Linked DNA regions of Mus musculus: region 1 is linked to region 2. A link is a contact called in public HiChIP or PLAC-seq data. All regions are on one chromosome and are shown on one strand. Each heading gives the region's core, a stretch centred on a gene start, on an enhancer-like site or on the middle of the called end of the contact. The rest is flanking DNA. Distances are from core to core; before and after follow the strand shown. Region 1 overlaps Pbx4 (pre B cell leukemia homeobox 4). Region 2 holds the start of Rfxank (regulatory factor X-associated ankyrin-containing protein).

Region 1 (4,437 bases), core at 1,179-3,678, 270 kb after region 2:
AGACAGACAGATTCTGGATCTGACCCCCTAAAGCATCCAGCCACCTGTACTTCCCCTGGCCTTGTGTAGGTGATGCTGGCCTGTGAAATTAAGACACTCTTGTCTGTCCCTCTGCTGGCACTGGCTATCTACACGGATCGGGTAGCTTAGGTCCCACCTAACCTCACAGAAAGCTTAAGTTAAAGCCAATGGCCTCGTCACCTGGGCTGGGTGTGGACTGGCAGCTGCTCTGACCCCTGGGACGCCGGGCCTTGGTGACTGTGGATGCTTTCCCTGTGTACATGGTGGCTTCTTCCTGAAACTTCCCTGTATTCTTTTTGTACCGGATTCTTTTGTTGCCAAACCAGTTAGAGACCTGTGGATAGATGGACCGACAATGACATTGTTCTGGTGTGGGCCATGCTGGGGACAAACCGTATGAAGACTCGATTAGAGACCTTTCCTCTCAGGGGCTGATCCAGATGGCTTAAAGGTGCCAAGTTTGATGACCTGAGTTCAATTCCGAGGAGCCACACAGTGGCAGGAGAGGGGAATAACTGCTAAAGCTGTCCTCAGATCTCTCCATTTCTTCAGTGACAGGCACCACACACGCACAGTGATCGATGCACGGATTGGTGCAAGAGGAGACTGCACACACGCGTACACCCCCCACAAATAAATACACAAATATAAAAAATAATAATACCAACTCTAGTACAAACAAACAAACAAACAAAATGGTACCAGCTTAATAGCTCATACTTGTTAGCATAGACTCTGAGAGGCTGAAGCAGGAGGACTGCTGTAAATTCAAGGCCAGCCTAGGCTGAAGTGAGATCCAGCTAAACAACTTCACCCAATTGAACAAAACAGGGAAAAGGCCCCAGGTAACTGCAGGGCTCTGTCCTGTCCTGCAGGGAGGGCCACACCTCCACCAGGTGCTTAGTGCTCTCTAAGGTGCTTTCATTTTGTTAGATGTGCTTGCGTGCTTTGCCTGCATGCATGCATGTGCATGTGTGCCTGTGCATGTCTGGGGCTGCTAGAGGTGGGAAGAGGGCATGGGACATCCTGGAACTAAAGTTAAAGATGGCTGTGTGCTGCCATGTGGGTGCTGGGAATTGAACCCAGGTAGTCTAGAAAAGCAGTTGGTACTCTTTTTTTTTTTTTTTTTGAGACAGGGTTTCTCTGTGTAGCCCTGGCTGTCCTGGAACTCACTTTGTAGACCAGGCTGGCCTGGAACTCAGAAATCCGCCTGCCTCTGCCTCCTCTGCCTCTGCCTCTCTGCCTCTCTGCCTCTCTGCCTCTCTCTCTGCCTCTGCCTCTGCCTCTGCCTCTGCCTCTGCCTCCTCTACCTCCTGAGTGCTGGGATTAAAGGCGTTCGCCACCATGCCCAGCGCAGTCGGTACTCTTAACTTCTGAGCCAGCTCTCTAACTCCACTATAGTACCATGACTACGTCTATGACGATGTCTATGACAATGACCACTACTACTACTTTCCTCCTCCTCCTCCCCCTCCTCTCCCCCCCCCCCAGAGTTTCTCTGTATAGCCCTGGCTGTCCTGGAACTCTCTGTGTAAACCAGGTTAGCCTTGAACTCACAGAGATGCCTGTCATCTCCTGATGGCTGGGACTGAAGGGATGCTCTACCAGGCCCAGTCCTGTATTTTCTTTTTGACATAAGGATCTAACTGTGTTACCCAGATGGACTGGATTCCTGGGTTCAAGTGACCTTCCTCTATAGCTTGGACACAGGCTACTCAACTCTTCATGGCTCTAGACAAAGATCAGAGTTTCAGTGTGGATTTGAGCACTGCTGAGAGGGTTCAGTGGCCGGCAGGAAACTCATCTCCACAGAGAGACCCTACCTCACCCTTGGCTCAGCTGCCCTTGGGGTTTCCTCAGCCTGAGGTGCCCTAATGGTGTTTCCTTTCTCTTGACTTCTGCTGAGGTGCACCTCATGGCCTACTCCTCTGTACCCCAAATTCAAAACCTCTCTTAACTAATATGGCAGGCCACTTTAGTAGATCCTGTCACCGACTAGGGGATGTGACAAAGTGGAGTGAAGCTTCTAGCACAGGGCCCAGGTCACCCAATAGGAGTGGCCCTGGATGTAGCAGGGCCTTTGAACCTTGCTTACTCTGTTCCCTGGAGGACCTGGCACCAGCAACATGGTGCCAGGGGCAGAAGGGTGGGGTGATCTGCCTGTTGTTCACACTGTCCATAGTGCCCAAGCTCCCAGGCTTACACTCTGACCAGAGGTGCAGACCCTGCCCTCAGCTCTGGCCTTGTGAGGACGTCCGACTGCTCCCTGAGGAATAGGACCCTGGGCTCTGTCACGGAGACATAACTAGAACAGCCTGGGCTGAGGGCAGTGCCTAAGGGCAGGACACTCACCCTTTCCAACTGTGAAGCAAGGAGGAACATGGCATGTGACAGGGCTGCAGTGACTAATGTCAGAGGAGCTGTGGCTGAGTGACCCCATGCTGCAGCCTGTGGGGCTTGCACTCCTGGCTCCAGTGCTGGCCCTGCCTTCCCGCCACTCACTCTGAAACTTCAGGAATGTTCTCTTAGCACTATGGCCTCTAGTCACTCTCTCCTTTGCCTCCAATTCCAAGAAAGGCAAAGGTGATTGTTGCCAAACAGGGTCAGGTTTCTCACTCACCCAGCAGAGCTCATACTACATATCTGTCCTGCTGCAACCACACGGGTCCCAGGAGCCTGAGCTGCCAGTCTCCTAGAGCTCACACCAGCACCTTGAGGTGCCATGACACTCTCGCACTCCTCTTCTAGGAGAGGGAGCAGAGTCCCCACCAAAATTCTAATTCACAGCGCAGAGCCGGGATTGGAGCAGAGCCAGGCTGAGGCACCTGACCAGGGCCACACAGTAAGGAACTTCCCCACGGGTCCTCCCCACACAGTAAGGAACTTCCCCATGGGTCCTCCCACACAGTAAGGAACTTCCCCACAGGTCCTCCCCACACAGTAAGGAACTTCCCAATGGGTCCTCCCACATAGTAAGGAACTTCCCAATGGGGTCCTCCCACACAGTAAGGAATTTCCCCATGGGTCCTCCCACACAGTAAGGAACTTCCCCATGGGTCCTCCCACATAGTAAGGAACTTCCCCATGGGTCCTCCCACACAGTAAGGAACTTCCCCATGGGTCCTCCCACACAGTAAGGAACTTCCCCACAGGTCCTCCCCACACAGTAAGGAACTTCCCCATGGGTCCTCCCACACAGTAAGGAACTTCCCCACAGGTCCTCCCCACACAGTAAGGAACTTCCCAATGGGTCCTCCCACACAGTAAGGAACTTCCCAATGGGTCCTCCCACACAGTAAGGAACTTCCCCACGGGTCCTCCCACATAGTAAGGAACTTCCCCACGGGTCCTCCCCACACAGTAAGGAACTTCCCCATGGGACCTCCCACACAGTAAGGAACTTCCCCACGGGTCCTCCCCACACAGTAAGGAACTTCCCCATGGGTCCTCCCACACAGTAAGGAACTTCCCCACGGGTCCTCCCCACTCAGTAAGGAACTTCCCCACGGGTCCTCCCCACACAGTAAGGAACTTCCCCACGGGTCCTCCCCACACAGTAAGGAACTTCCCCATGGGTCCTCCCCACACAGCAATAACTTTCCCAGGAGTCTTCCCTCCTCCCATATTAACAAACTTTCCTAGGAGTCCTCCCCATACATTAAGTAACTTTCCCAGGAGTCTCCTTCATACATTATTAAGTAACTCCTCCAGGAGTCTGAGGCCCCACCCCCACCCCATCCCCGGGGCAGAAGGGCTCACCTGGGACACTGTGATGCCACCCTTCCTGGCCAGCTCTTCTTTGGTCTCTTCACTGGGGTAAGGGTTGCTCAAATGGGAATAGAAATATTCATTCAGCACGTCTGTGGCCTGCTTGCTGAAATTCCGCCGCTTGCGCCTACAGACAGAGATGCCCAGTCTGCAGTGCTTCCCTGCTGGGGTAGAGTCACATCTCTCATGTCCCTAATCTCCTGTGCATGTACAGGCCAGAGGTGGGTGGGTGCCTGTGTCCTCCATCACTCTCCATCTTCTTTCTTTGAGGTGTGGTCTCGCACTGAACCTGGAGCTCACTCACTGGGCAGAGGTGATCAGCAGGCCTAGGGACCAGCCCGTCTCCATGTTTCCAGTGCCTGGGTTGCAGCAGCTCCTGGCTTTAAAAAGTCTTTGTGTGTGTGTGTGTGTGTGCATGTGTGAGTGTATGTGTGTGTATGTGTCTGTGTGTAAGTGTCTGTGTGTGTAGAAGTGTGTGTGTGTGTATGTGTGTGTTTATGTGTGTCTGTGTGTGTGTGTGTGTGTGTGTATGTCTGTGTGTGTGCACACACCAGAGACCCAGATGAGAGGACAAAGAGAACACTAGCTCTGTGTGCCTGTCCAGAGCCTCAGAGAAGCCAAGACTGCAGCTTCCGGGGACCTGGCTCT
Region 2 (4,303 bases), core at 1,551-4,050:
GCAGGGCTGGCAGAACTCACCTTGTGCTGGGCCAGCTCTGGCAGTGAACGGCGCACATGTTCCTGTAGCCGGTACAGGGCCACTGACGGCTCGTTGGCAAGGACATAGACACTCTCGGTGAACTTGTCTGTGACTGTGTTTAATAAGGGAATTTTAATAAGTATTTAATAATTTAATAAGTATTTATTTTATTTTGAGTTATGTGTATGTATGTAAGTGTCTCTGCATGTGACTGAGTGCCAGTTTGAGGCTAGAGCTGGATTGACGGGAGGTTGTGACCTGTTCATTGTGAATGTAGGAACCAATCACATTGAGCTTAGGCATCTGTAAGATCACTAAGCACTCTTAACCACTGAGACAATTCTCTAACATTTAAAAAAAAAAAAATTGGATCTCCAGCCCAGGCTAGACTTTAGTTTTCTTTTTCTTTTTCTTTTTTTTTTTTTTTTTAAAGATTTATTTATTATATGTAAGTACACTGTAGCTGTCTTCAGACACTCCAGAAGAGGGAGTCAGATCTCATTACAGATGGTTGTGAGCCACCATGTGGTTGCTGGGATTTGAACTCCGGACCTTCGGAAGAGCAGTCGGGTGCTCTTACCCACTGAGCCATCTCACCAGCCCCCTAGACTTTAGTTTTCTGTAAGCAAGAATGACTTTGAACTCCTAATCTTCCTGCCTCCATCTCCTGAGTGCTGGGACTGCAGATGTGTGACACCATACCTAGTTTATTCAGTGCTGGACATATAACCCAGGGTTTCATGCATGCCAGGCAACACTCTGCCAGCTAAGGCCCACCCACATTACACTCCTGATTGTTCAATCTCTGAGCCCAACAGGAGTTAGAGAGGAGCCGCCAGGGTGCACCACTTTAACTGTCATCTGCAGGTCCAGGGATGGTCTCTAGACAGCAAGGCCTAACTCAAGGGGGCATCAGCAAACACATGAACTCACAATCTTCTCTCCCCAGACCCACTTTCAGAGGACATTGGTGGATGGTACTAAAGCCACTGACAGCTTCCCTCCCCCTTTATAACTGGAGCATACTGGAGAGCAGTATGGAACATCATACTAGAATCTAGTAGCTCTGGATTCCCTGTAACTCACTGTGTTGACTAAGCTGTCCTTAACTCACAGCAATTCCTCTGCCTGCCTTTGCCTCCCAAGTGCTCCCAAGGGAAGAGAAGCATGTACCACCATATCCAGCTGCCCAGAGGATGAACACAGAACTCAAAGGTGCCTAAAGTCCACAATCTCGTGAGGCCTCTACTCTGTGGCAGGAATGATGTGGAAGGCCACGTCCCTTGCTGTGTGGGAACAGCTCTGAGGTATATCACAGGCCCTGTTCCAGAAACATGCCTGCTAAGGCTGCCCTCTGCAGAATCCATTCAAGTTCCTGTTAAGCCTGTTTCCTTTACTCCAGAACTCATGTTCCTACCACAAGTCAACTGCACCAAAACCATCATCCCAGGGTAGACTTTGACCAACAGCTTTCCCAGTCAGGAAATCTCTATTCTTCCTGCTCCATCCATCAAGGATCCTGTTGCTTCCAACTTCAGTCCCCTTCATCCCCCACTCCTTCCTGTATCAGACAAGCTCTGACCAGGCTAATGGTGGCAGATGACACCAACTCCTCTTACCACGCAGGGCTCCCATCAGCTAAAGAAAATAATCTACTTATCTGGTCCTTAATATATTTTGCAGTGTCGGGGATCAAACCCAGAGCTTTGAATGCGCTGGTCAAAGTGTTTACGACTGAGCTAAAGCCCCAGCTCTTCTCTCGAGATTTGAGTTTCAATGTGCAGACCAAACTGGCCTTCAATTTCTTGTCTCTTGAGAAGAGAGGATTAGAGTATTGCGCCACCAAGCCCACATACTCCTTTACGTATTCACAGGCTAAAAACCACATTACACTGAGCAGGGACCTGGATGGATTCTGCTTTTAATTCCAACTCTCAGAAGGCAGAGAGGTTTGAGACCATCCCGGTCTACACAGCGAGTTCCAATATAGCCAGGGTTACATCCCGGGACCTTATCTCAGAAGTAGAAAAGAGCCTTTTCCTGCCCGGGATCATTATACATCACAACACCTCCCGGCGGGAGACACCGGCCTCCCTTTTCCATCGAACCCCGCAGGCCGGGAGGTCTACGGCGGCTCTTTGTCATGTACCTTCCCGCGTTGCCCTCTCTAGGCCCCTCCAACCCCTCTAGGGTCCCGCAACACCTTTCTTTCCCTTCAGCTGCATCTCAGGTTCTTCCATAGTGAAGGCAGCCAGCAGAGCCCAGAAACCGGAAGCGGAAGTCGGGAGGTTGAGACGTTTAAACGTTCAGGTATGGGTTCTGGCGTCCTGTGCGCTGGCTCCTCTTACGAGGTAACTTCTATTCAGACACGAGATAGACGGAAGGAGGCAGTCCTATGCGAGCGTGTCGGGAGGATAGAGATTTCTTGATGTTATAGTATGCCTCGTCAAGGACTCCCTGCTACACGTACAGATAATTCTCAGGGACCAGGGCAGGGAAATTGTTATGGACAAAGTAACAATAATATTCGGTCTCTTTAAATTTGACAAGTCCCGCCCATGTGTCTCCGCCCCGTGGGGCAAATGCTCCGCCCTCCCACCGTCTGTGGATCCGATTGGGGCAGACAGGAGGGGGCGGTGCATGGGGCGGGGAAGCGCACGCGCAATAAAATCTTCAGCGAGTCTAAGGCTCCTTCAGCCCTTTAGGAAGGATAGCGTGCGCATGCGCCACTGTACCCATTGGCCTCAGCGGAAGCCACGCTCCTCCCTCCAGTCTTAAAGCGCTAGAAGCAGCTTCGGGTTTTTATTTTTTATTTTTTGGTACTTTTGCAGGGCAAGGGTGCGCAGGCGCAGTGGAGGAGTTTTCCAGTAGGAGTAGTCGTCGCGTATTAAGTTGCTGCTCTATGTCCCAGGAGAGGAAGCTAGAGAACTGAGCGTCTGGTCACCAACTTGCTCTTTACGAGATCTACTGAACCAGAAAAGTTTGTGAACAGAGCTTCCTGAGTTTTGGAAGACCAAGGCTGGCAGCGTAGGGACACAGAGGAGGCTGGAGGGAGGTGAGTGGATCTTACACGTCGCATCTTTTGTTGAGTCCTAAGTCATTTTGGGGGATTCCGGCCCAAATAACCACAGTGGGACATTGATAAGTTTGACATTAGTATCTCTCTATGATGTTTTCTGATATGACCTCTCTGAGGCCTTACATCTTCACCTTATTAACGAGGGAATGAGGCTCAGCTTAGTCATAGACTAGGTTTTTATAGCTTGTAAGTGATTGGAACCCAGACTGCTGCCAGAACCCTCATTTTATTGCCTTGGCTTCTGGTGTTAATTTATTAACAATGATATTTATCTAAAGCCACAGTTTTCCCGGCGTCATAAAGCAAGGCTCAATATGCAGACCATGGCTGTCCTGGAATTCACTATTTAGACTAGGCTAGTCTTGAACTCAAAGGGATCTACCTGCCTCTGCCTCCCAAGTACTAGGACTAAAGGTGTGCACTATCATGCCCCACCTAACCAAGCTCCAGCCCCAGATAAGAACTCATTTATTCATTTATTTTGTGGGCAGGCTGTGCTGTGGGTTTGGTGTGGAGGTCAGAGGACAATTTACCAGGGTCAGTTTTTTCCCTCCACCCTGTGGGTTCCTGGAATCAAAATTGGGTCATCTGACTTGGTGACAAGCGCCTTTACCAACTGAGCCATCTTGGGGACCACGAGATTTGGCTAATTACTGTCATCTCTTCACTCCAGCTTCCTCCATGGAGCCCACTCAGGTTGCAGAGAACCTTGTCCCAAACCAGCAACCTCCTGTTCCTGACCTAGAGGATCCTGAGGACACCAGAGATGAGTCCCCAGAGAACTCAGACACTGTCGTCCTCAGCCTGTTCCCCTGCACCCCAGACGCTGTGAATCCTGAAGCAGATGCCAGTGCATCCTCACTGCAGGGTGAGAACCACTCTGGGCTCTGGTGAGGGAGACTGTCAAGTTCCAGACCACATCTCTGCTTTCATCACTCTTCCCCTCCACCCTCCTAGGTTATTTTTATTGTCGTGTATGTGTGTGTGTGTGTGTGTGTGTAATATGGTACATGTATGTAGAAGTATATATAAAATATATATTCCTGCTGGGCGTGGTGGCGCACGCCTTTAATTCCAGCACTTGGGAAGCAGAGGCAGGTGGATCTCTGAGTTTGAGGCCAGCCTGGTCTACAGAGTGAGTTCCAGGATAGCCAAGGCTACACAGAGAAACCCTGTCTCAACCCCCCCCCAAAATATATACAT

Evidence for each region. HiChIP or PLAC-seq counts read pairs in DNA pulled down with a chosen protein or histone mark.
Region 1: a contact with region 2 is called in an H3K4me3 HiChIP or PLAC-seq map of bone marrow-derived macrophages, with 7 times the contacts expected there. The contact joins the enhancer-like site here to the promoter of Rfxank in region 2. A contact is called at or near these places in 13 of 39 promoter capture datasets (the 3T3-L1 cell line, 3T3-L1-derived adipocytes, the HPC-7 cell line and 8 more), 1 of 15 datasets of contacts at CTCF or cohesin (pro-B cells), 17 of 484 Hi-C or Micro-C datasets (the Ba/F3 cell line, CD4 T cells, CD8 T cells and 9 more), 12 of 115 datasets of contacts at active chromatin or transcription factors (bone marrow-derived macrophages, double positive thymocytes, embryonic limb bud and 7 more) and 3 of 9 other capture datasets (adipose tissue, liver and pancreatic islet).

What each region holds. Positions count from the first base shown.
Region 1 is chr8:69,865,947-69,870,383 of GRCm38.p6, reverse strand. Pbx4 (pre B cell leukemia homeobox 4) reads right to left here. Exons shown (of 8, transcript NM_001024954.2): 5 at 3,781-3,916; 6 at 202-355. Among named protein-coding and RNA genes, the nearest start is that of Gm33746, 15 kb to the left of the region's middle. Within about 2 kb of position 2,428, at least 40 of the 459 cell types and tissues checked have an H3K27ac peak or open chromatin away from gene starts, as enhancers often do. A contact at or near this core is called in 3T3-L1-derived adipocytes, bone marrow-derived macrophages, liver and 2 more, where this site is marked.
Region 2 is chr8:70,137,694-70,141,996 of GRCm38.p6, reverse strand. It overlaps Rfxank (regulatory factor X-associated ankyrin-containing protein), which reads left to right and starts at 2,800. Exons shown (of 9, transcript NM_011266.2): 1 at 2,800-3,076; 2 at 3,774-3,968. The coding sequence starts at 3,782. Gm45929 (predicted gene, 45929) reads right to left here and starts at 2,498. Exons shown (of 9, transcript NM_001310055.1): 1 at 2,225-2,498. Borcs8 (BLOC-1 related complex subunit 8) reads right to left here and starts at 2,498. Exons shown (of 6, transcript NM_001145552.2): 1 at 2,225-2,498; 2 at 21-133. The coding sequence starts at 2,261.